Linked DNA regions of Mus musculus: regions 2, 3, 4, 5, 6 and 7 are each linked to region 1. Evidence: chromatin contacts called from public Hi-C, HiCAR-type and HiChIP or PLAC-seq data. All regions are on one chromosome and are shown on one strand. The core of a region is the stretch at or near the end of the contact, and the rest is flanking DNA. Distances in the headings are between cores, read along the strand shown. Region 1 holds the start of G3bp1 (GTPase activating protein (SH3 domain) binding protein 1). Region 2 holds the start of Sh3bp5l (SH3 binding domain protein 5 like). Region 3 holds the start of Zfp692 (zinc finger protein 692). Region 4 holds the start of Larp1 (La ribonucleoprotein domain family, member 1). Region 5 holds the start of Hand1 (heart and neural crest derivatives expressed 1). Region 6 holds the start of 2010001A14Rik (RIKEN cDNA 2010001A14 gene). Region 7 holds the start of 4933424L21Rik (RIKEN cDNA 4933424L21 gene).

Region 1 (3,218 bases), core at 491-2,990:
ACCCGTTCCAAGGAAACAATGTTATATTCAGAAGCAAGGCAGTTAAATTCAGCATGCATCCCCACAGCGTTTGGTTCTTCGTTGCCACTTTGTTAAATGTCAGTGGTCTTTAACTTTTTGCAAGGATGTGCCCCTCAAGAACTAGTCCTGAAACTTCTGTTGTAGTCTTCGATGTGAAACATCTGCCATTTAACGTGCTTTCTAGCCAGGGGTTAAAGGCAATCCTCAGCATAGAAAGATAGGCTGACCACAGATCCTTGAAAATAGCTTTGCAACCCGTAGAAGTCAAACCAAGTAAGTACTAAAATAAATTACTCGGTTGGGCTTAGTGGAGGCACCTTAACTCTTGGCACCGAGAAGATTCTGAGATCCTCTTGAATTCCAGGCCAGGAAGGGCTCCACAGTAAGAATTTTTAAAAAAGGCAGTTGATCATCGATGGTTCGGCAGGAGACCTAATGGCTGTGCTTGCCAACAAACCCAATCGGTGACTGTGACCCACTGCACAATAACTGGACACTGGACACCATCCTCTCCCCAGCAATTTCAGATGTGACTTATTTTTGTGGCTCTGGTGACTGAACCCGGGGCTTCCTGTATTCCATGCCAAGTGCTCCACCTCTGCACTGAAGCCCGGGCCGGTCCTATCCAATTTCAAACTTTAACTTCAACTCTTGTAAGAATTTAAACACTTTGTTTCCTTGGACTTACGACCTTCTCAAACAAAGGTTTTTTTAATCTAAGTTTGTTCTGATTCACAACTAAAACATTCTAAGTTAAAAAGGGGTCTTGAAGAGTCAAGATCTAATGTCAGAGTTTGACTTCCTGTTGGCGGGAATTTCCCGTTACCTCGAGGTGCGTTTCGGACCTGCTGAGAGGCACACTCGATTACATTACACTCACTGTATTTTTCTCTATTTTTCCCAGAAGCTAACTTGGAGGCGCATCTATCTATCTATGTAAGTGCGAAGAAAGCTAAGTCTTCCTTTGTCATTCAAAACCCCACTCCTAATCTCTTCTCTGGAGTCCCCCACTGGCTCGCAGATGCCACCACGGGACTTCTTATACTGGGGTTTGCACCTCAGATTCAAGAGCTCAGTGGCCGATGGTGTCCCACAGCCACGTAGCCTGCACAGATGCCTGTCCTTTCCCTACAGAGGGCCTTGATTCCACCTCGTTCTCCTGTTGACTGGACCTACCTGATTGCACCCAGGTGACCGGGAAGGGCGGGAAAAAAGGGAACTCTCGGCATAGTGCAGGGGGAAACAGTGGGGGGATTGGAGAGATCACGTCTTGGCGTGGCTGTCTCTGCACCACTGAGCCCTTGAACCCGGGGTCGCGCGCCTCCGTTCTGCAACCCTGGGAGGCGCGATCACGCTCTCAGCTTGGGCTCCCCCAACCCCCATCCCCATATCCGAAGGCTTCCTTAGGGTCCAGGCCCAGCTATACCATCCGGAAGAGCCGGCGCGCGCCAGAGAATGCGCGTGGAGCACGCAGGGCCGGCCAGACGCGTGACGCCCGCCGTTGGTGCGGTGGACCACGCGCGGGCCCTAAAGCGCAGGCAGGAGGCCGCGCCGGCCGTTGGTGGGGGTGGGGACGCGCCGCGCGGTCTCCCGGGGCGCCCCGCTCGCGGCCGCAGCTCGGCTCATGCCCGGCCCGCATCCGATCAGCCCCACCCGCGGGCCCAAGTACCTGCGCGGCTGAGCGGGAGGACAGGGCTGCTACGTGGGAGGAGGTGGCGGCGTCCCTCGCGCGATGCCGCGGCACGCGTGCCCGCCGCCCGCTATATAGCCGCGCTCAGCCGAACCTGCTGCTCCCGGTCGCATGCAGGGACCAATGGCCGCCTCGCCACCGCGCCCCTTGGCTATGATTGGACAGCGTCTTTGTCTAGAGGCCGAGCTCCTGAGTGGCTGCCGCATCTGCCTATAACTGAAGGAGCTAGAGCCCAGATGGACACGAAACCTCGCCAATACTCAGATGGTCTATAAAAATGAGGGCGGGATGCACTGAGAGCGACACTCAGACAAGCCAATAGTTGCATGCACCCGTTCTCATTGGCTTACATTTCTTTTTCTGGGCGGAAACCCACTGTCCAGGCAGGAGCGGTTGATCCACAAGGTGGGGCCCGTGTACTTTGGGGAAGTAAACCCCATGCAACTAGGAGGTAGGCGCGGGCGGGGAGCAAGGAAGCCCCCAGCCAATCGCAACACCGAATGGAGCTGATTGACAGGGAGGGATGGCCCTCTCCAAAGGCAGCCCCAGGGCCGCCGTGCCCTCTGGAGCGGTTAAGAGGATGGACTAGCTGCGTCTTCCGTTCCCTTTCCTTTCTCTTCCTCTTAGGTTGAATCCTGTCCTCGAGGACCGGTCTCCCGCCTTCCCAGGCGACTCTGGTACCCGGGATCTAAGTAACAGTTTCCCGGGTTTTGTTTTTTTGGTTTGGTTTTTTTCTCTTCGCATCAAAACTTTTTTTGCATGCATTTCGGAAGAGCAGGAGCTGCTGACCCTTAGCATTACTCAGCACGAATGCAGTGGCGACCGAGGACAGCGAAACTGGCTTGGTCGGCACCCCAGAGCATACCGCGAGGCAGCCTCCCTGGCGTTTGGGAATGCTCTTGTTCCCGGGTGGCTTCCAAGCTGGCGTGCCCGGGTGGCTCCTGGACGTTTTCAGGTTTTCCAATCTTGTGATTGCAGAGACAACATCCCATCTTTGATCACCCTCTGGCTGGCGAAAGTTATAGGATGCGTCACCACCAGCCATTGTCACATGCTTTTCAAACTGAAATGGGAACTTTACCCAACTCCTAGGCAGACACGCCTAAGGTTCCCCCATAAAGGCTCCAGGGTCCAAATAGTAGTACCTCAGTCTGCTGCTGACCCCAACTCGGGGGGGTTTTGTGAGCCTTCTGGCCACCATGAGCATTTTATATTAAGAGCTGTGATCCAAATGCTAAACACAAACTAGACTAGTCTGTGTTCCCTGGAGGCAGGGAGAATTCCAGGCCATCCTGAGCTACACGAGTCCAAGGCCATTCTGAGTGACATGAAATCCTGAAAGCAAGCTAAACTCGCATTAATTTGTTTTGTTTCAGGGCTTTTCGAGGCAAGGTCTCCCCTTGTAGCCTATGCTGAGCTGGATTTACCATACCCTAGGCTGATCTCGAACTCGCCATCCTCCTGCCCTAACCTCTTAAATACCGAAAATACAGGTGTTAAAGTGTTA
Region 2 (3,218 bases), core at 204-2,703, 2.9 Mb before region 1:
CTCAGCCATCTCCTCTTGCCTCCAGGATATGTAAGATACCTGAGCTAGCAATCTTTTTGCTTATTCAGAAAGAAGAACAATGAGTGGTTCTATGCCCCAAGCACTCAGGCAGGGTCCCTGCTCTCCATCAGCACTTGTCACACTTGTCACACTGAACCGCCACGTTTTATGTACATGTCTGCTTCCCTTTCCCACCCCAGCCCACTGTGAGAGAGGAGTCTAAGGCCTCATTGATCCCACAGCTCTTCAGCAAGTCTGGCCTCTGGACTTCTGACCTCCTCCATCAGCCTTCTCACCTGTATCCTAGGATCCAGTTCCTCCTCCTCTCTAGGGGACAATTTGGTCTCACTGCTGTTGCTTCCACTTCCTCCAGGCTCCTCTGCGACCGGGCTCCTAGGGCCCTCATCCTCTACCACCTCTGACCGAAGTTCCCCCTGCGGAGTCTCCCGGCCCCCTGCAGCCTTTTTGAGATCAGCCATGCTGGCTGGAAGAGGGCAAAGCCCTATGCACAAGAGAGGGCTGGCATGCTGGGAGCAGGGCCCCAGTTTGAGGCTTCCTGGACTTTGGATGGAACAGAATAGGGCTTTCTCTTCTCAAAGGCCGAAGAGAAGCAGCACAGATGGGCCTCGCGTTCAGTTAGAGGCTGAGCTTCGAACTGCTGAGGAGGTCCTTATAACTAAAGCTTCGTCTGTGCAAAAGTTCTTCACACCTCACCACGGGGAGCCCACCAAGAGACCCCAGCGGCAACAGCTCCAACTCAAGGAGCAAAGGGGGCCTGGATCCTGGGCCGACGCCTGGGAAGAGGAGCACCATTCGGGAGGGTGGAGGCAAGCGCCTCCAGGCTGTGGTGGCAGATGGAGAGAAAGCTAAGTCCAAGCAGAGGGTGGGAGATGCGCCTCTGGGGAGCTGCAGGAGACACAAAGGTCAAGTTACATAGGATGTCAGCATCAGAACCTTGGCCAGCAGCCTCCTCCGCGTCCTGGGTCTCCCCAAGATACCACTGGTTTCCCAACACACACTCCCGAGATCCGACCAGTCCCCCACCTCAACTTCTTTCCTCCGGCCTCAAGGACTTTAGGTCCGACTCTGCTCGCGTCCCTGTTCCCTCCACAGTCCCTCCCCTTCCAAACTTCCCTCTGAGCCCCACCCTCTCTCCTCCACACCCTTTTTCTACCAAGCCCGTCCCCCTCGGTCCGGCTTTGCAATTCACCTTCTATCCCCCAACCTTGCCTCTCCAGCCCTGGGGGCCATCTGAGCCTCCAGGCTCCAAGCGCATACTCTTCCGCGGACCCAGCGTCTGAGTCCCAGCCATCCCATGTAACCAGGCGAAAAAAAAAATGCCCCTTCCCGGCTTTACCTCAGTTTACCTTGCTTTACGGGGAGCGTCTACGGAGCAAACAATCTTCCCCCTCCCTCCGCAACAAGACCGTCCAACCAAAAACGCCCTGGCAGAGAGGAAACGGAAATACGCCATCGCGTAAAAACGCTATTTTTTTTTTTCCTCTCTGACAAGTATTGCCCGATGTAAGCTCACGCTCGGCGTGCTAAACGTTCAGGGTCCGTACAAGATGGCGCTACTCTACATCCGACGTCGCCTTTCCTAGCTCCCAGTTCACCCGCCAACCAAGCCTAAATAAAATGAATGCATGAGTAAGAGTTGCTGAGGAAAACTACAGCAGGTGATGAAAATCGATAGTCCCTCCCAATTCGAGAAATGCTAGCAATAGTGTCGTACGCGGGAGCGGCCATCGTTGCTTTAGGAACAGAGGCGGGGCTAAGGACTGTCACTGCCTGGCGCGACCGGAGGTGATGCAACTTCCGGTTTCGGCTAGCTCCTATCTGGGTATTGCTAACAAAAACGAAGTCGTTTTTCAAAAGTGATTTTTTTTTTCCTTTTCTTTTCTTTTTTCTCGGTTCAGTGAATCCGGCGGACTCTAGGTCGAGACAGGTGGGTGAACCTCTCCCGACACCTGCAGCGGGCGCCATCTCTCCCGCTAAGTAGCCGGCCTCACGGGACGCCGGCTACCGCGTGAATGCAGAGGATCTCACTGTTAGCTCACTTTCCTAGAGTGGGAGGAGGAGGCTCGAACTTAGCCCAGTGAGCTCCCTGCTTCGTTCATGGGTGGTCTGGATACCAGTGCTATGTGTGGCTTGCAAGACGGACCGAAGCCATGGATGGGATGCAGGATGGATGCTTGCGTGGTACAAATGTCTGACGGCCTCGGGGCCCCAGGCTTTTTTTCTGGAGATGAAACACGTATCCGGGCCCAATTCTCTTCCCATTGGGTTCTGTTGAACATAGCCCGTGTTTAGTAAATCGGTAAAGAGTCTGTTTAGTCAAGAGCTGCCTTCCTATCTGTGAAGGAGTCTTTAGGTGTTTCTAGAGGCATGAGAATGGAGGAGGACGGGGTTCCACAGTCTGAAGTGAAAGGAATTCCAGAGCTGGTCCCTGTTAGGGTCCAGGAGTCGCCCCACAAACCACAGGAATATCAATCTCAGTCAGACAGGGATAGTGTATTGAATGCACACCCCACGGTCGGTAGACATAGCTTAGACTCTGGAACTGAATGCTACTATCATGAACTTCGTTTCAGGGTCAGTTTATATAGGCAGAAACCCATAATGAACTCACAAGCAATTGCGGGGAGGGCTTGTAGGGTTATTGGCCTTTTTCCAAGTTGTGTGTGTGTGTGTTTAAATAATTTAGACATAACAGTTCAAGTTGACTTCTATCTTGCTTAGCTCTGAGTGAAGTCTGCAATTGGGGAGTTTGCAAGAAGAACAGTCCTCAAAACATGGTAACAAACCTCTGAACATACCGGGATATATGGTCAACATGACCACGGTCTGAGCCAGACTATTCTCTGGGTCAGCAGTCAGTCTAATTTCAGTGGCAGCAGTATGAGATGGCACTCATACTGGCAGGCGAGAAGCAAAATGGCTACAGCTATGCCAGGGAGGCAGTGCCAGGGGAACAGGCTTCAACTGTCTATGCTGTAAGTCCAGTTTGTGTCTAGTTAGCAGTTACACTAAAAAGTATTCTGTGGCTTGTCAAAGAACGATAAGGAAGGCCGTGTAAACAGTGGTTCTCAACCTTCCTAGTCCTGCGACCCTTTAAAGTGCTGTCCCCCAACTGTAAAATTATTTTGTTTCTCCTCCATAACTGTAATTTTGCGACTGTTATGAATTATAATGTAAATATCTGATATTCAAGTATG
Region 3 (3,218 bases), core at 368-2,867, 2.8 Mb before region 1:
TTTTTTTCTAATCTTTTTTAAAGATTTATTTATTTTATGTATGTAAGTACACTGTAGCTATCTTCAGACACACCAGAAGAGAGCATCAGATCCCATTACAGATGGTTGTGAGCCACCATGTGGTTGCTGGAAACTGAACTCAGGACCTCTGGAAGAACAGTCAACGTTCTTAACTGCTGAGCCATCTCTCCATGCCCAGACATTGGGTTTTTTCTTTTTTTAAGCATTCTTTTAAAAATATTTTATTTGTCATTAGCTTTGTATATCTGTGGGTGTGTGCACATGAGTGCAGGTGCTCCTGGAGGCCAGGGATGTTGGATCTCCCTGCAGCTAGAGTTCCACACAGTGAGCCTCCTGCCATGAGCACTAGGAAGGAAAGGAATTTGGGTTCCTCTGCAAGAGCAGCACACCACCCAGCCATTGCTTCAGCCCCTGAAGAGTTTGAAGGGATCTTGTTTTTGTTTTCAACCTAGATGCACAGTTGTTTGTTGTTTTGGTTTGGTTTAGAGCCGGGACAAACACACCCAAAGGTCCCAAGGCAAAGCTCCTTTCCCACAGGCATGGCAGCAGGCTTATTTTGGGCTTGTCCTCTTCCCGAACCCAGTAGGAGCTTCTGATCCATTTCTCTTGAGACATTCAGTCTCTAGGAGGCGCCACTACCTGTTAACGTCTTTTACCTACCTGCACAGAGGACACAGCCTGAAGAAGTGTACCTGCCAGAGAGGAGCTTGGTGTCAGCTCAGAGCCAACCACCCTCAAGTCTCCGCACTCACACACTTACAGGGCCAACCCTACAGACCTCCCATTCGCTGGGGCTAGGAGGGGAGGAGCAGGCCCACCCTGCCCAAACGAGAAACCCAAGGCTGTAGGAACCGGCTTGGGGCTGTGTCTCGGTGCCCTCCTTGGTCCCTCCCGGCCCCTAACCGGTCCAACAGGAACTTGGCGAGCTGCGAGTGCAGGGAGAAGCCCAGCCGCTCCTTGAGGAGGCACCACTGTTCCATGTGGCCGCCCAGGCGGATGCGGCACTTGCTGCGGCGCGCGTCCAGCTGCCTGCGCTTCTCCCGCCGGCGGCGGGATGCGTCTGCCACCGGAGAGGCCATAGACGTGCGGGCCTACGGGAGGAACGTGCTGTCGTCGTCGGGGCTTTCGGGACAGACACAGCCCCTCGCTCCGTCTGCAATGAATGGGGAGACCATAGTGCCTCCGCAGCGCTCGCGCCTCTCGGATCCAGCCACCCCTTCTTAGAGCCAGGGAGGACACTTGGAACACGGGGGTCGCAGGCAGGGGGAAAAGACTGGAAACTTGCTCTCCTTGTCTGGAGGCGGCCAGGTCTGCGTGCAGCCGCGCCTTGGCCTTCTCCCTGCCTCCCATGCAGGGGAAGCCCACCCAGCAATGCTAGGACACCGGGCCAACCCTCGTGGGGTCTTACCTGCACGCCCCAACCCGCCTTTGCCCAAACTGCGCCTGCGCTCCCCGGACCCGCGTGCTCACTCCGAAAGCCACAGAAGGACCGGGGCCCACCGCGCGCGCCGCCGCTGTTTCTCTTTTAAGAAGAAACCGTCCCCCCTCGGCGTCAGGAGGCTACGGCCTGGACTTGCAGCGGGAAGACAGCTGTCTGCGCCTGCGCCCCGGGAGCCCCGTGCAAAGCCTGCCGGGAATTGTAGTTAGCCTTAGTCCTGAACGACTGTCTGGGATTCTGTCGTCATTGCTCCTTCTATTAGCATCTCTGCCTATCAGTTGCCACCAAGCAAACGCGAGCTGCAGCATCCGCCAGCTGAAGCCAACTAGAGTCCTTTCTGAACCGCGAGACCACCCTCCAGCTGCAACCTATAACCTGCCACCATCCACACGAGAAGTTGCCTACACTTTGTACAGACTCTGATTTCACATCGTCTACAAATGGCTCTGATGGAGTTATTTCTATCAAGAGACTGCAACGGCACTTGTCAACGGCACAAGTTTTTTATTTTCTGTTTTGCTTGAAACAAGGTCTCATGTAATTCAGGCTGGTGTCCAAACTCACCATGTAGCCAAGATAGCCTTGACTCCTGCCTCCACTTTTGAAGTACTGAGATTAAAGGCCTGCACCTCTCTATGTTGCTAAATGAAGTGACCAATTCTGTTGCCTCTCTGCCCCAGAATGGAGAAGAGTTTAGCTCTCTCCTCTTGCCACACATTCATCTCACTTTCTTCTCAACTTCACTGTCAGACTAGACTTTGTCTGCTCCTGGTTTTCTCCCGCTTGGCTGGATCCTCTTCTCTCTTAGATCCTTCTGTTACCAAAAGATGGAATGGACTAGGCTCAGGTCCCTGGCAAGCCTCTCTTTTAGGTATGCTCTTGGGGGGGGGGGGGTGATGTAATTAGATCACCCATTGATTGATGTTTCTGGCTACCCTTTTGGGATTCCAGACTCCTTTGACTGCCCAGTTGACTCTCCATGGTTAAATGGCTTAATATACTTCATGTTTATAAAGAATTTACAAGTGCCTGGCACAAGGGAGTCCACAATGAACAGCCTTAGGGCTCAAACCTCACTCCAAGTCACTTGCACTACTGACTGTTTTCTGTAGCAAATCACTACAAACTTGACAACTCAAAACAGCAGAAATTTACTCGCTTACAGTTTTGGAGGTCTGCACCAAAGTGCTGAACAGGGCTACAGGTCAAGCAAGAGCTCTAAGAGAGTTTTCTCCTTGCCTTTTTTATCTTCCAGTGGTGACCAGCGTTCTGGGACTTCTGGCCATATCACATAAGCTTCTGACTCCACACAGCCTTGCTCTAGTGCAACCCTTCCTCTTCTTTCAAACACAGTCCACTTGGGTAATCCAGAGGACCTCCCATTTCAACACCTCAAACAGTTATAACTGCAAAGTGTTGGCTACAAAAAAAAAGCAACTTTCACATATTCTAGTAGTTAGAACACGGATGTTTGGTGAAACTATGTTTCAGCATGCAGTATGATCATCATAGACTGTTGAGGCATCTCATCAGAGAAAGATGCTTGCTGAGCAAGTCTGGGGCCTCAGTTTAATCCCTAGAACCCAGCATTAGGGTGGAAGGGGGAGAATGGCCTCTAAAGTTGTCCTCTGGTCTCCACAGACACGAGGCATGGCACTGATGCTCACACACGATATGTACGCACAAAATAATTTTTATTTTTAAAGATGATCACCACATGTGGTGGCACACACTTTAATCCCAGCACCTAAGAAGCAAA
Region 4 (3,218 bases), core at 274-2,773, 2.5 Mb before region 1:
AGCGCGGCTCGAGAGGATGATTATACCTCTGAATTTAAAGAGGGGCAGGACCAAAGAGCGTCTTAAAGTTGATTCCTCCACTCTGTGGGTGGAAAACGAGGATATGAAAGAAAATGGAGGTTTCAGTACTGCCCCTTGCATAAGAGGATTCGGGAAGGGAAGGAGAAGAAGAGGGAAACTCTGGTACTACAACACCCCCAACCCCATGTGCCCTCTTCCTTATGAAGCAACCCTAAGAGAAATCGAAAGGGCAACCAACGTGCTGGTTTCCCCCAGGGCTAGGCCTACACTTTCCAGCACTCTGGAACCTGAAAGCGGCTAGCTCCGACTTCCTCGGTGCCCAGCTTAGGTTAGGCAACCACACCTAAGCTCCATAGCAAGTTTTTGGTTTTGGTTTTTTTTTTTTTTTTCATTTTTTAAAGTTAAAAGTACCAGGACTCCGACGATCAAACTCAAGGGCCATGCTCACTATCAAACACCCAGGAGTACCCAAGCGGAGGCTGTGCCCGAGTGGTGCGCCACTAGATGCCCACGCCGATCGCGCCCGGCTAGGATTCCCGAGCCACCTCCCACCCGGACTCAGCGGGGGAGGGGAGCCCCGCGCGCAGCTCCGGCCGGCGAGCGCTGCGAACAGTCCTGGCACGGCGCATGGCGCCCAACTGTCACCCGCCCGCCCCGCACCGGCGCGGCCACTCCCTCGCCGCCACACACGCCCCTCGCGTCGCCGCGGGCCGCAACCGGCTCCCGGGCACGCAGGGGCCCGCGCTCCCCACGCTTCACCCGGCTCCCCGAAGCGCAAAGTTGCAAAGTTCAAAGCCAGGCCCAGCTCGGAGCCATGACACATGTTCTCTGAACACGCACTCTCGAGGCGCCGAGACGCATAGGGAGCACAGGGCACACGAGCGGCCCCGCCCGGCCCAGTCCGCCAAGCTAGGCCCGAGGCATGCCGTTGCCACCAACCGCTGCGGCCCCGGTAGCCCCGCTCCGAGGGAAACGCCCGCGTCACTGCGCGGGCCAGTGCCGCGCCGCGCAGACCCACCTGGAGGCGGCTGTCCGTTCACCGCGGCCGGCGGCGGCGCGTGCTTCGTCCACGGGTTCACCTTGGGCGGCGGTGCCTCCACGAAGTCACGCCGGCCGCCGTCCTCGCCGTCGCTCCCCGCTGGGGCTTCCGCAGCTGCGGGTGGCCGCGGGCTCTCGCGCTCCGCGCCGTCGCGGCCAGGCCTGGCGCAGGCGGGCCGCGGCCTGCGGACGCCGCCGTCGGGCTCTCCGCCGCCGTCACCCGGGCCCGACTCGGCCTGGGCGTCGGGCGCCGGCTTCTTCCTCGCCAGGCCGTGCTCCTCGGCCTGCAGCAGCGGGGCGCCCGCCGGCAGCAGCGGCTCCACTTGAGTGGCCATCTGCGCGGAGGGGCCGGGCGCGCCGCGGGCCCCGCTCGAGGCCGCTGGCGGGGCGCCGGAGCCCGGGCCGCGCGGACGCGGAGCGGCGCGGACGGGCTGACGCTGAGTGGCGCGCCGGGCAGAAGGCTCCGGCGCGCCTAGCCGGCCTGGCGGACCTCGGTCCGCCGCCTGCGTCCCCCCGCCCCCGGCCCGGGGCGGCTCGGGGGGCTGCAGTGGTGCGGACGGCCAGGGGGGGAGCGGCGCGGAGAGCCGAGCCAGACCACGCGATCCGCGGCGGGCGGCGGGCGGGCGCGCGCCTCGCGACGCGGCGCGCGAGGGGCGGGGACGGCGCGGCGACGGGCGCGCGCGCGCAGGGCGGAAGGTCCCGCCCCGGCCCCGCCCCCTGGAGACCATTCCTGTGGCGCGGCAAGTGGACGGGGGCGAGCACGTGCCTGATGCAACTTCGGAGGGCGGGGGTGGGGGAGGAGCCTTAAAGGGCCAGCGCCCCAGAACGGTCGCAGGTGGAGCACATGGGACCTGGCCACGCGGCCGGCCCGGCCTGCTAACGCTGGTGACAAGTGTTTCTCGGGGCTCCGCGTTGGGGTCTTTTACTATGTCAGCCCAGACTTGGCTAGTGATGCAGAGGGGTTCTTTGGCCGCCCCCTGTGCGTGGCTTCTGGCCCCACTCCGATGACCTTGGCCCAGCTGCAGCCTGGCCAGAGCACTGGTAATGGGTCCAAGGGAGTTCTTTCCCCACAGGGGCAGCGAGCGCCTCGGAAAGAGAACAGAATTCCCAGTAGTACCCACGCTATGCAGGCCCTCGAAACCCAGTGTTTTATAGGCAGGAAATGGCTTTTCTTTCAAGTCGCTTGTGTTTTTTCTATAGAATTGTTTAGGGTAGAGTTGAACTGACACTTAATTGAGGGACTCAGAAAGCTCTGAGATTTGTATCTTAACCCTGACCCCATTGCAGTTAGTTAGGGGTTATCAGCAGTAGTCAGGTCCACTTCCTGGGTCTCGATTTCTCTATTGTAAAATGAAGGAACCATTTATGCCAGGTGGTTTCAAATTTCTCTGTCATTTGGTTCAATAAATGTTTACTGACTTTATGCTCTGGGGGCCTGCAAAGTTCTTAGAAAGGTCTGCCAATAAACCAGGCTAACAAGCACCTGTCCTCCCGGAATTTACACTGTAAGGTGGGGGAAGGCACAGTAAACAGGAGAAACAAATACTTCATTACAGCGCAGTAGTCACTGTGCTGTAATGAAGTAGACAAGATTGGCTTTTTGTTTGTTTTGGGTTGTTTTTTCCGTTTGGTTTGTTTGGGTATTTTTTTGTTTTTCAAGCAGAGTTTTTGGTTGGTTGGTTGGTTGATTGGTTGGTTGGTTGGTTGGTTTGGTTTGGTTTGGTTTCTGTCTAGTTCTGGGCTCTGATTATCCTAGAACTCTCTCTTTCTGTAGACCAGGCAACCAGGCTTACTTCGGACACACAGAGACCCACCTGTCTCTGCCTCCCTAGTGCTGGGATTAGAGGGTTACAACATCATGAATTTAACTGAGATTGGCTTCTTTAATTGCTGAGAGAAGGTTTCCTTGAACTCAGATCCCAAAATACTGGAAATAAGAGACGTGTCAGGAACTGACTGGATCTAGAAATCTGAGAACCGAACAGCCTGGAAGGTTGGCGAACTCTCCAAAAGAAGGATTAGAAAACAGGTGGTCTCCTGGGTGGGGGGCATGGCTTCCTGAAAAGACTCTTAGAGACCAGACACTGGTATTGTGGACACCGGGAATACTGGGGAAAGTGTTCATAGCAATCTGGTGTTCAATTCCATCTCCAGTCTTT
Region 5 (3,218 bases), core at 276-2,775, 2.4 Mb before region 1:
GTGGGACCTTGGGGCTCAGACCTCAGCGACTGAGCTTCCATCCACGCCTCAAAGCGAGATTACTCTCACAGACACGCAGAAATCACAATTCGCACACATTCCTAGGATTTCACACACAGGGACTGTCATCTGTTGAGCCCACGACCTACTCCACATTCGTTTTCACTTACCCACTTGCTACTGGGCCTCACATCCCGTCTGCGCACGGTGGCCTCTCTCCCACTGTCCCTGCCTGGTAATTGTCTTACACAAGCTGGGCCTCAGCGAGCAACTTTCGAGTGGCTGGATCAGAAGCGAATTAAAAAGAATTTGACATCATCTCATTTCCCCCCTTAACTGACATTTGATAGGCACAAGCCCACCTAGGGAAGGAGCGAGACCAGAAATGTTGGTGAGGATGGAGGGGGTCCTAGGGACAGGGACCTTAATGAAAAGATGAAGAAGACCCAGAGTTTCAAGCTTAAAAGCCTGGTCTCCCACGTTCTTATCAACTCTTGGAAAGCCATCTCTTTGTGGAATCCCACCTTGGAGAATCTAGGCTGATGGGGAGCAACACAAGGTTGCACAGATATTCCCTGCCTCAGCAGAGTGAGTGTGAAGCGCCTAGGCTGTTTCTCCGTGGATATCAGGGGTGGGGGTGGGCTGGTTTCTTCCAGTGTGAGCCTCAGTGGAAGTATCTTTATAGGATCAAAGATTTTCATGCAGGTGGCGAGCCAGATGGAGTGAGCAGCCCAGCAGTCGCCGGCTCCTTAGCCCTACGTGCGAATCTTCCGAAGACACCGGGGAGTCCTGCCACAGAGATGCCTTGGGGCCAAGGCGCCGCCAGGCTGCCTCGCCACCAGCTCAGCCTGCCGGCGTTTACACCGAACCAGGCGCCTGAGAGGCTAGAGGAGCAGAGATCAGCCACCGTCTCCACCCCCAACCCCCAAGCCCGGAACAAACTGGTCAGTGCCCAAGAGCTGGAAGCCCCGCTCCCTTTCCCTCCCACTTCCACCTCGGCCTCTGAAGGCTCTTCTGGAAGTCCGCAGCTGGGCGAGAACTGGATCTCAGGAGACCACCTTGTTGGGCAGCAGCTCCAGGTCCTGCCTGAAGCAGGGGACCTAAAGGTGGGGCTATAGGTGTTAGGGCCTAGCCTACTTCCCTGCTGGGCCCAATGGCCTTCAGGCTCCCACGATGAGCAGTTCGGGTTCAGGAATGCTGCATATCCTATTCTGAATTTCAGGCCTAAAAACAACAATTTGTTCTGGTCCTCAGTTTCCCTATCTGTGAAATCAAGTGTGTGTGTGTGTGTGTGTGTGTGTGTGTGTGTGTGTGTGTGTGTGTGTGTGTGTGTTGATGAGGCTCTGTCTGTTTTCAAGGGATAATTCTAGAATCCTTTCCTTGGATCCATGAAGAAAGGGTGGTAGGTTCAGTACAGGGAGTGAGCAGGCCTGGCCTCAAGTTCGTAGCCCCCGCCCTTCCAGGAGGGGAACTGGGAGAGGGGAGGGACATAGGCGGGGCGGGTTTTCAGTCCCTGTGGTCAGCTTAGAATTGTGTGGCGCTTGCTGAGCATAAAACTTGGGACCGCCACCCCCTTCCCTCCTCCTGCCATTGGCTCCGGCTAGAGGTTGACATCAAAGCCGAGGCCTTATATAAGCAGGATCCTGGTGGCAAGTCCGCAGAAGGGTTAAACCCGGTCTTTGGACGTCTGAACCCTTCTCCCTCGTTGCCTACAGAAACCTTCAAGAGGTCGGCAGGTCCTTCGTGTCATCTCCAGCCTTGCTCGCTCAGGACTCTCCAAACCCCAGCCAGTTCGCTGCCTCTGGAGCCCACGGTGACCCCCTTCTGTGGGGCGCATGGGGCGGTGCTAATTGGGCTGACAGCACAGGCCAGGAGCCTCTCCAACATGAACCTCGTGGGCAGCTACGCACATCATCACCATCATCACCACTCACACCCGCCGCACCCCATGCTCCACGAACCCTTCCTGTTTGGCCCGGCCTCGCGTTGCCACCAGGAGCGGCCTTACTTCCAGAGCTGGCTGCTGAGCCCGGCTGATGCTGCCCCAGATTTCCCTGCCGGCGGGCCACCACCTACCACCGCAGTAGCAGCGGCTGCCTATGGTCCCGATGCCAGGCCGAGTCAGAGCCCAGGTCGGCTGGAGGCTCTTGGAAGCCGCCTGCCCAAACGAAAAGGCTCAGGACCCAAGAAGGAGAGGAGACGCACAGAGAGCATTAACAGCGCGTTCGCGGAGCTGCGTGAGTGCATCCCCAATGTGCCCGCCGACACCAAGCTCTCCAAGATCAAGACTCTGCGCCTGGCTACCAGTTACATCGCCTACTTGATGGACGTGCTGGCCAAGGATGCACAAGCAGGTGACCCCGAGGCCTTCAAGGCTGAACTCAAAAAGACGGATGGTGGTCGCGAAAGCAAGCGGAAAAGGGAGTTGGTGAGTCCCGGGGCTTATAAGTTCCAGCTAAGGGTGCGGGCTGGGGTAAGTAAGAACAGGCCTGCAAACACTGAGCTGTGTTCTGGGTGGGACTCTGAAAGACTAGGGAGAGTTCTGAGGTCGACACAGTCTGCCATTGTGTGCACAGTCATTGCTGAGTGAACATAGAATTTTGCTTTTTAAAAGTGATCGTAGGGCCTTACAAGATGAATTGAAAACCTTGGGCTTCCAAGAAGGGGCTATATTCTATATTATAGTTTGTTTTAAATCTGAAGGTGTTTTGAGTCTTCCCTGGGCCCTTCTGGAAGCCAGGTTGAGAATGAAAGTAGGAAATGACTTAAATACTGCACTGACGTGTGATGTTCTCCCAAAACAGTTTTTAAAGCAACAAAACAAAACAAAAAACCCAAACACAAAAACCCAATACAAGTCGAGGCTTCATTCTTTCATTTGCTTAATTATGAATATCTGAATTACTCGATTCCCATGGGTTTATTGGAAAGGATTATTTACCTCAATTAATGTACTAATTGGAGAAACAGTAGACCACTGGAGGGAAAAGTGGGGTGGAAAGGCAGCTCAAGGCTGGGTCTAGTCTGCTCCTAGTCTGGATCTAGTCTGGGACAGGGTGATGGGCTAGACAATCTCAAGGCTTTGGATGCAACAAACAGGAAGGGCTTTGGCCTTTGCGCTTGCCTAGTCAGCCTTTTTGGGTCTTCTCCAGTTTGAGTGATCTTCCACCTAGGGGCGGTGGGACTTCTGGCCGCCAGAGTTCCCCCTGTTTGGTAGG
Region 6 (3,218 bases), core at 215-2,714, 2.3 Mb before region 1:
TCAGGAAGTTTCTTATAATTAGCCACAAGGCATAGGGCAATCTCATTCCATTTTAAATTTGCACCTCTCCACCTCCAACGGCATTACCAAAGATGCTAATCCCCGCAAGAAAGCTGATTCCCCGCCCCCTTCAATCACATCCACAGCAAATCATTTAAGACCCGGCCTTGGCCTTATTTCTGCCACATCTCAGAAAAACTCATTCGCTGCCAGCGAAGCGGGCTCTGTGTTGCGCTGCAGAGACCGGAGGCCGCGGCAGACAGGAAAGTCGCGGCCACCTTGCTAGTGTCTGAAAGAGCGACAAGGTCCCTGGAGGGAGGACGAAGTTGGAGAAGATCCTCCCGGTTCCCTTGTCACCTCTTTTGCCCAATTCTTGCAAAAGTAACCCACCTCTCTCTGCTCTGCTATTCGGCGCAACAGTGACAGCTGGAAACTGCTGTCGCTTTCCCAGGCAGGGAGAGTGTGCCAAGCCCTCCCTGGTTTCCCAGCCCACCCTCGGGGACGCGGGCAGCGTCGCGGAGCACCGAGCGGCCTCCAAGAACCTGAGTCCCCTGTTTTGCACAGACTGCGCGGCGAGGCCCACCGCGCGGAGCGTCCCCGGGGTCCCTTCCCGCGGCCCTGCGCTATGCCCCGAGACTCACGCTCTTGTCTATGTCCAGCTTGAGTTTCTTCTGCGAGATGCTTTTCTGCACCCTCTTGCTGAAGGAGGCGTTGCCCGCGGGCCGGACGCAGCGCTCGCCGTCCGCGATGAGGCAGCAGCTCTGGCCGTAGCCCGGGGCGGCGGCGGGGGCGGCAGGGGGCCCTTCGCGGCTGTCCTCCTCTGTGCTGAAGCCGTTCATCTCCCCGCCCCGGCCCGGCCCCTCCGGGGGAGGACCCCTGTAGGCCACTCCGCGGCTGCTAGCCCCGCGGGGCAGCTCTTCGCCAGCCCCGCGCCCGGGTCCCACGGTGCGCCCTGGGTCAGGCGCGCTCCGAGCTCCGCGAGGCCCGGCTGCTCTGTGCTCCTGCAGCCCGGGCCCCGGCGGGGATGCACACGCCGAGGCTCCGGCCGGGGCTCACGAGGCTTCCCCCGGGATCCGGGCCCGGCCGCCCTGGGGCTCCCGAGGCCCCCGCCGGCTCCCGCCTGCTCCGCGCCGCGCGGCAAAGTCTCCACCCCGTGGCTCCCCGCGCGGGGGCCCGGCCTCGAACCTGCCGTGTCCGGGCCCCGCGGTGTGCTCGGGCCGCCCCAGCGCCTGGCCGCTCGGCGGCGCCCCGAGTCCCCGCGGCAGCCCCTGGGCCGCCCCGGCCGCCGCCCGCCCGACGCGCCGCACCACAACAGTGCGCTCCCCCGCCCGCCGCGGCACAGCGGAAGTCCCGCCTCTGTGCGCTCAATGGTCGTATTCTTTATGTAGGCGGGGCCCACGTCGCCGCTGGCAGTTCCCATTGGGCGCCATCGCTGCCGGTCTCCGGTGCCAGGCTACTTCCTGGACTCTGCTGGGATGGGTTCAAAGTAGAGAAAGTGCAAGAGGGAAGAGTTACCCGGGCTAGAGAGGACAGCGGGCCGCAGGTTTAGTCCTGGTTGTGGAGTGGGATGCTGAGATGGGTCTGGAGGGATGCAGGATGTTCTAGGCCGTTAGGATGGTAAATAGGGACCTCGCTCCGCGAGGGATGCTGAACGGGGTCTGGAAGAATGCAAGATGTCCTGGTCCGGGCCAGGAATGGTGAGCGAGGTCCTCTGGCTCTGGGGCGAGATGCTGTGTTAGGTCAGGAGGGACGCGGGGCCTCCACCTCAGGGAGTGGTGCTGAGCGGGATATGGAGGGTCGCAGGGTCTCCATTCCGGGATGGGATGTTGAGCAGGTTCCCAATCCCAGCGCGGGATCCTGAGCAGAGGTCCGGCTCCATAGTGGGGTTGTGAGCAAGCCGGTTATGGAACGAAATGCTAAGCCGGATCTGACAGGCCGCAAGGTCTCCTATGTTGAGTGGGGTCTGCGGGAAGCAGGGACAGACTTGCAGCAGAGATCACGTTCGCAGTGGACTGAAGCATCGACGTGCGGAGGAAAACTGAGGGACAAGGGAAGGGTATGGGAAGGAGACCTTAGGGAGAAAGTGCTGCCAGGAGAACAGACTGGGCAAAACGGAAAAGCCTGGGCTGGAGGATCTACGCGGCAGCGGGAGACAGGGTGCATGGTGTGGGACATGAAGCTAACGAGGAAGTGCATATGCGCGTAAAGAGGCACTGAGAGACAGGAGAGGTCGGACAGGTGAACTAGAAATCTTTGAGTACAGCGGGCACCAAGGAAGAAGGGACTTAAGGAGGAGAGCCCAGCGTCAGAGCAACCCTGGCCTGGGTTGATCTTCAGGGTGGACTTTGTGGGCTGAGGCAAAGGTGAAAAGCCCTTAGGCCACCAACGGAGGACTCACCTTCAGACTTGTTAGAGACTGATTTGTAGTTTTATTGCTTCAAGCTAACTCAGACCAACCCGGGAGGAGGCCACCGCACCCTGCCAAGACCAGGGTGTCACCTCGTCCTTGATGCAAGGACACAGGGAATTTTCTGAGGGTCGGGTCCTACAGTCAGTAGTGTTGTGGGGGAGAGGTATGGTTATGGGATGGGTGTCCGGAAAGCTCTTAAATTCTCTCCAGAGGTCTAAAAGTGCGTTTGTACAGTTTACTTTTATTAATTTCACACAGGAGACAGTATGTTAGAAAATACACCTACCAGATAAAAATTTAAGGCCACTGTGGGGGCTGAGGCTGTAATTTGGTGGCAGAGTGGATCAGCACACTCGAGGCTCTGGATTTGTTCCACATTACTACTTAAACAGGATGTGGCGGCACTGGCCTGTAGTCCCACCTTTCAGCAGGAAGATCTGAAGTTCAAGGGCATTCTCTCTCTTTTCTTAAAAGAATTATTTATTTATTTTATGGATATGAATACACTGTAGCTGTCTTTGTACTCACCAGAAAAGGGCATCAGATCCCACTACAGATGGTTGTGAGCCACCATGTGGTTGCTAGGAATTGAACTCTGGAATAACAGTCAGTGCTCCTAACCGCTGAACCATCTCTCCAGCCCCTCAAGATCATTCTTGACTACATAGCTCGCAAGTCAGTCTTGGTTTTGTGAGACCTTGTCTCAAAATAACAAAACAAAACAAAATGTGTCCATTACGAAATTGCTTATAAAAAATACTCTAAAAGTTACAAACGAGAAGAGGTGAAGCAAAATTAAACATCTTCA
Region 7 (3,218 bases), core at 224-2,723, 2.2 Mb before region 1:
TTTCTTCTCTCTTCTACACAGGCAGCCAGAGACAGACTCTGCCAGGATCATGCTCTGCTACCATAGAGACTTGGTCTAGGTCAGAAGTAACAGAGAAAAAGCCAGAAGAAGCAAGAGAACCCAGATCAACCAATTCTTAGAACCAGATGGTCCCGGAGGAGCCTGCGAGCTTCCTCTGTAGCATTTCAGGCTGAATCCACTGTTATTCGAAATTGATACAGAAGAGAACGTAAGGGGGCACTGAGGACCAGTTAGTTCTGTCTGCTGTGGACAGCAACACTGCCAGGTACCACATACCTTTGAATCTCTCTGTCTCAAGCAAGGTCCCTTCACAGCCCTAACGTTTAATCCATTTTATTTGCTGGCCTCAGGGACTCAGCGAGATCATCTTGGCTCTCAGGGGAAATAATGGCAGGGAAGGCGCAAATATTAGTCTGTGGAGGAAAAGCCTCTGCTGCGAAACGGAGCATGAACCTCAGAGCGCTGCATTCTGGTCTGCATTTCTCCGGTGAGAACTTGTTTTCAGCCATCACCCCTCTCTGGGGCCTCAGTTTCCATCAGACAAAAATGAAGGGGGCTGGCCTAGAGGTCCTCTGAAGCCCTTGCCTGCTCTGATACATTCAGTAGTTCGACAAACGCACTCTACCTTCCCAGTCTCCGGACAGCTGCAAGCAGGAAGGCCACTGTGGAACCCATGGGAACTGCTACCTGTAGGGTCTACTTCCTGTCCCCACTCCACGAACCCATGGGAACAGCGATTCTCTGGAGAAACGAGATTCTTATACAAACCCTCTGCTTCCACAGACGATGCGAAGGACCAGGTAGGTGTGCAAAGCACTTCGCCACTGTAAGGAACAAGGCCTCCTTCACGCCCAGGTTGCCTTTTATACAGCAACAAAAGGCATCCTGGATGCCATTTTCCGAATAAGAGCTGGCTGTAGACAAGGTACAATTAGCAAGCTAGATGGTTATCTTTTAAATAGGCCTTTGCTTTTCCATCCCCGGGTTCCATTATCTGTCATCTGTCACCGGAGCTAACACACACAAAGCTGCCCGAGAGACGCTGGAACAGGAACAGAGTCCTTAGTCAGGGCTTCGGCTGGACTCTAGACCTTTCCGACACATACTTCCAAACTCACAGAATCCTGGGGCATCAGAATCGGAAAAGCCGCAACAAAATCTATATTTCACACACCCCCTCCCCTCCAAAAACCACAAAAAGGAAGTAAATGATACCAGCAACCCCACATGTGAGAAGCCTTCTTGACCGACAGACTGAGGCCAGGTCTGGGATTGGTAGTAAAACCTGATTAGCATTGTCTGCCCTGGCCACAGGTGGGTGGGCACCACAATGATAGACATTTTCGTCTTTCTGAATCTACAGGCAGCTCACAAGTGAGGACGACAAGGGCCAGAGAGGTTAAATCACTTCCATGAGGTCACAATGGGCTTAGGGCAGGAGAGAACCAGTCAGACCTCTCTCTGTACTCATCCTTGGCAGACAGCAGGCCCAAGAGGAGGAGGAGGCAGGAGCAGATTTGCTCTGCTAAGTCAAGAACCCTTCCCCGGGTGGCATCAGATTTCATCTGGCCAAGCTGACAGAGAAGTGATTAGCAGTCTAAAGGATACCAACTCCACCTTGGAAAGGTAAGGAAACCACTCCAGACCACATTGCCATGGTACTTAACTTGCTGACGGGTAAGTCTTCTACTACCAGGAAGACTGAAACCGGGGGGTGGGGGTAGGGAAGGGTTATCGATTTCCAGATGTTCTAAGAACCAAGTTTAGCTCTGACTCCATGAGAAAAAGACCTGATACTTAAAAGTCATAGACACTGGAATTCCATGATCCCACCTTTCTCTACCAAACAGATGCCATGACCCAGAGAAGCCAGTTCTCTTCCTGGCTCAGAAGTGGGAGGAGCTGCACTTGGGATTCCTACTGTGGTATTGAGAACCAGCTCCCAGGCTCTGCAAGATGAAAACCAATCCTAGAGTTAAACCAAGATGTCAGGCCGGCTAGGGAGTGGGAAAGAGAAGGAAGCCCAAGTTTAAACAAAAATGGCCTCGAGGCCGGCTTTCTTTCCTTACTCAATCTTGCGACTTTCAGAAGAGCCAGCTATGTGACCAGCGAGACTCCGAGCACATGACGTTCACTTTATGAATCAAATGTCCCGCCTGGTGGCTCCAACAGGACCAGGATGAGGCACCACAGGGCAAGGCATCAGAGGACTACACAAACCCAGGTGTGCCATCTCACAGAAAAGCCACTAGAAAGTCTCACGGTAACAAAGAGCCAACAGGTGCTGATCTAGAGAAAGGTCTCCTGTAGCCAAGGTTGGCCTTGAACTCCAATTCTCTTCCTGTCACTTCCTGAGTACTGGAATTACTGACGCGCGCCACAGGCTGGTTGATGTGGCGCTGAGGACTGGCCACAGGCAAGCACTCAATCAACTCAGCTACCTTCCAGACCAGCACTTATTTCTACCAGGAAGATCACGGAGATGACTCGACAGTGCCAGAGTGCTGACTGGTTCATCGGTGTCCCAACAACTCTGGGTGCTGAAGACGGTTTCCCAGCTAGCCCCTGACAGAGAGGGGTGGGAGAAGCCGGCTTCTTTCCTGGAGGCCAGCTGACATTCAGGAGAGGGATTGGAGGGTTCTGCATCTGCAGGAGAGTGGAACACAAAGGGGCTGTGTGGAAATTTGGCAGACTGTACCAGACAGGCAGCCCATGAATGCTGAATCCTGCTGCACCTACCAGGGCCCATCCTTGGGAAATATTTCCCTTCTGTGACCCCCAAGAAGCAATGATAAGTGCACGAAAGCCCTCCATACTCTTAACTATTTCTTCCTCCTCTCTGTGCCATCCCAGAGAGACAGACAAAAAACCAGAGCATGTAAACCAGCCCTCTCAATGAGTCCAGGTAGCAATTCCAAGAGGTACTCAGTTGCTGTTCCTCCTTTCTCTCTCTCTCTCTCTCTCTCTCTCTCTCTCTCTCTCTCTCTCTCTCTCTCTCTCTCTCTCTCTCTTTCTCTCTCTCTCTCTCTCTCTCTGCTCAAAAGGTGGCCATACTGCATCAATAGCCTTTTGTACAGTCAGTAATTCACCGTGAAAGCTAAGGCCAAACTGACAGTTAACCTTGACCTTCTTGTTACACATCTGGCTCTATAGAAAATGAAAATTAGGATGTCTCTGGCCTTCACAGCAGAACTCTC

The links. A called contact is a pair of places that touch in the nucleus more often than the background predicts. HiCAR-type assays count read pairs that join an accessible place to other places. HiChIP or PLAC-seq counts read pairs in DNA pulled down with a chosen protein or histone mark.
Region 2: a contact with region 1 is called in a Hi-C map of rod photoreceptor, with 6 times the contacts expected there. The contact joins the promoter of Sh3bp5l here to the promoter of G3bp1 in region 1. A contact is called at or near these places in 3 of 39 promoter capture datasets (hippocampal neurons, liver and pre-B cells), 2 of 484 Hi-C or Micro-C datasets (CD4 T cells and rod photoreceptor), 6 of 115 datasets of contacts at active chromatin or transcription factors (astrocytes, embryonic forebrain, embryonic stem cells and 3 more) and 2 of 9 other capture datasets (embryonic stem cells and liver).
Region 3: a HiCAR-type map of embryonic stem cells shows a contact between it and region 1, with 4 times the contacts expected there. The contact joins the promoter of Zfp692 here to the promoter of G3bp1 in region 1. A contact is called at or near these places in 1 of 484 Hi-C or Micro-C datasets (CD4 T cells), 4 of 115 datasets of contacts at active chromatin or transcription factors (embryonic forebrain, embryonic stem cells, large pre-B cells and 1 more) and 2 of 9 other capture datasets (adipose tissue and liver).
Region 4: a HiCAR-type map of astrocytes shows a contact between it and region 1, with 6 times the contacts expected there. The contact joins the promoter of Larp1 here to the promoter of G3bp1 in region 1. A contact is called at or near these places in 1 of 39 promoter capture datasets (embryonic stem cells), 3 of 115 datasets of contacts at active chromatin or transcription factors (astrocytes, embryonic stem cells and hepatocytes) and 1 of 9 other capture datasets (liver).
Region 5: a HiCAR-type map of embryonic stem cells shows a contact between it and region 1, with 6 times the contacts expected there. The contact joins the promoter of Hand1 here to the promoter of G3bp1 in region 1. A contact is called at or near these places in 2 of 39 promoter capture datasets (embryonic stem cells and hippocampal neurons) and 7 of 115 datasets of contacts at active chromatin or transcription factors (astrocytes, embryonic forebrain, embryonic stem cells and 4 more).
Region 6: an H3K27ac HiChIP or PLAC-seq map of extraembryonic endoderm stem cells shows a contact between it and region 1, with 15 times the contacts expected there. The contact joins the promoter of 2010001A14Rik here to the promoter of G3bp1 in region 1. A contact is called at or near these places in 2 of 39 promoter capture datasets (embryonic stem cells and liver), 3 of 484 Hi-C or Micro-C datasets (B cells, CD4 T cells and uterus), 10 of 115 datasets of contacts at active chromatin or transcription factors (the NIH/3T3 cell line, astrocytes, embryonic forebrain and 6 more) and 1 of 9 other capture datasets (liver).
Region 7: a contact with region 1 is called in an H3K27ac HiChIP or PLAC-seq map of extraembryonic endoderm stem cells, with 12 times the contacts expected there. The contact joins the promoter of 4933424L21Rik here to the promoter of G3bp1 in region 1. A contact is called at or near these places in 1 of 39 promoter capture datasets (embryonic stem cells), 1 of 484 Hi-C or Micro-C datasets (embryonic stem cells), 6 of 115 datasets of contacts at active chromatin or transcription factors (differentiating embryonic stem cells, embryonic forebrain, embryonic stem cells and 2 more) and 2 of 9 other capture datasets (embryonic stem cells and macrophages).

What each region holds. Positions count from the first base shown.
Region 1 is chr11:55,468,274-55,471,491 of GRCm38.p6, reverse strand. G3bp1 (GTPase activating protein (SH3 domain) binding protein 1) reads right to left here and starts at 1,740. Exons shown (of 12, transcript NM_013716.2): 1 at 1,691-1,740.
Region 2 is chr11:58,328,942-58,332,159 of GRCm38.p6, reverse strand. It overlaps Sh3bp5l (SH3 binding domain protein 5 like), which reads right to left and starts at 1,453. Exons shown (of 7, transcript NM_024480.5): 1 at 1,368-1,453; 2 at 297-906. The coding sequence starts at 479. It also overlaps a transcript of Zfp672 not described here.
Region 3 is chr11:58,305,468-58,308,685 of GRCm38.p6, reverse strand. Zfp692 (zinc finger protein 692) reads right to left here and starts at 1,617. Exons shown (of 12, transcript NM_182996.3): 1 at 1,430-1,617; 2 at 925-1,174; 3 at 682-713. The coding sequence starts at 1,100.
Region 4 is chr11:58,007,369-58,010,586 of GRCm38.p6, reverse strand. Larp1 (La ribonucleoprotein domain family, member 1) reads right to left here and starts at 1,523. Exons shown (of 19, transcript NM_028451.1): 1 at 1,040-1,523. The coding sequence starts at 1,394.
Region 5 is chr11:57,830,454-57,833,671 of GRCm38.p6, reverse strand. It overlaps Hand1 (heart and neural crest derivatives expressed 1), which reads left to right and starts at 1,525. Exons shown (of 2, transcript NM_008213.2): 1 at 1,525-2,428. The coding sequence starts at 1,886. Gm32915 (a long non-coding RNA gene) reads right to left here and starts at 1,564. Exons shown (of 3, transcript XR_003949681.1): 1 at 171-1,564.
Region 6 is chr11:57,799,713-57,802,930 of GRCm38.p6, reverse strand. 2010001A14Rik (RIKEN cDNA 2010001A14 gene) reads left to right here and starts at 1,464. Exons shown (of 4, transcript NR_131042.1): 1 at 1,464-1,697. Sap30l (SAP30-like) reads right to left here and starts at 1,294. Exons shown (of 4, transcript NM_001081168.1): 1 at 642-1,294. The coding sequence starts at 839.
Region 7 is chr11:57,647,749-57,650,966 of GRCm38.p6, reverse strand. 4933424L21Rik (RIKEN cDNA 4933424L21 gene) reads left to right here and starts at 1,473. Exons shown (of 4, transcript NR_153850.1): 1 at 1,473-1,647; 2 at 1,872-2,245. The region is part of intron 1 of Galnt10 (polypeptide N-acetylgalactosaminyltransferase 10); the gene reads right to left.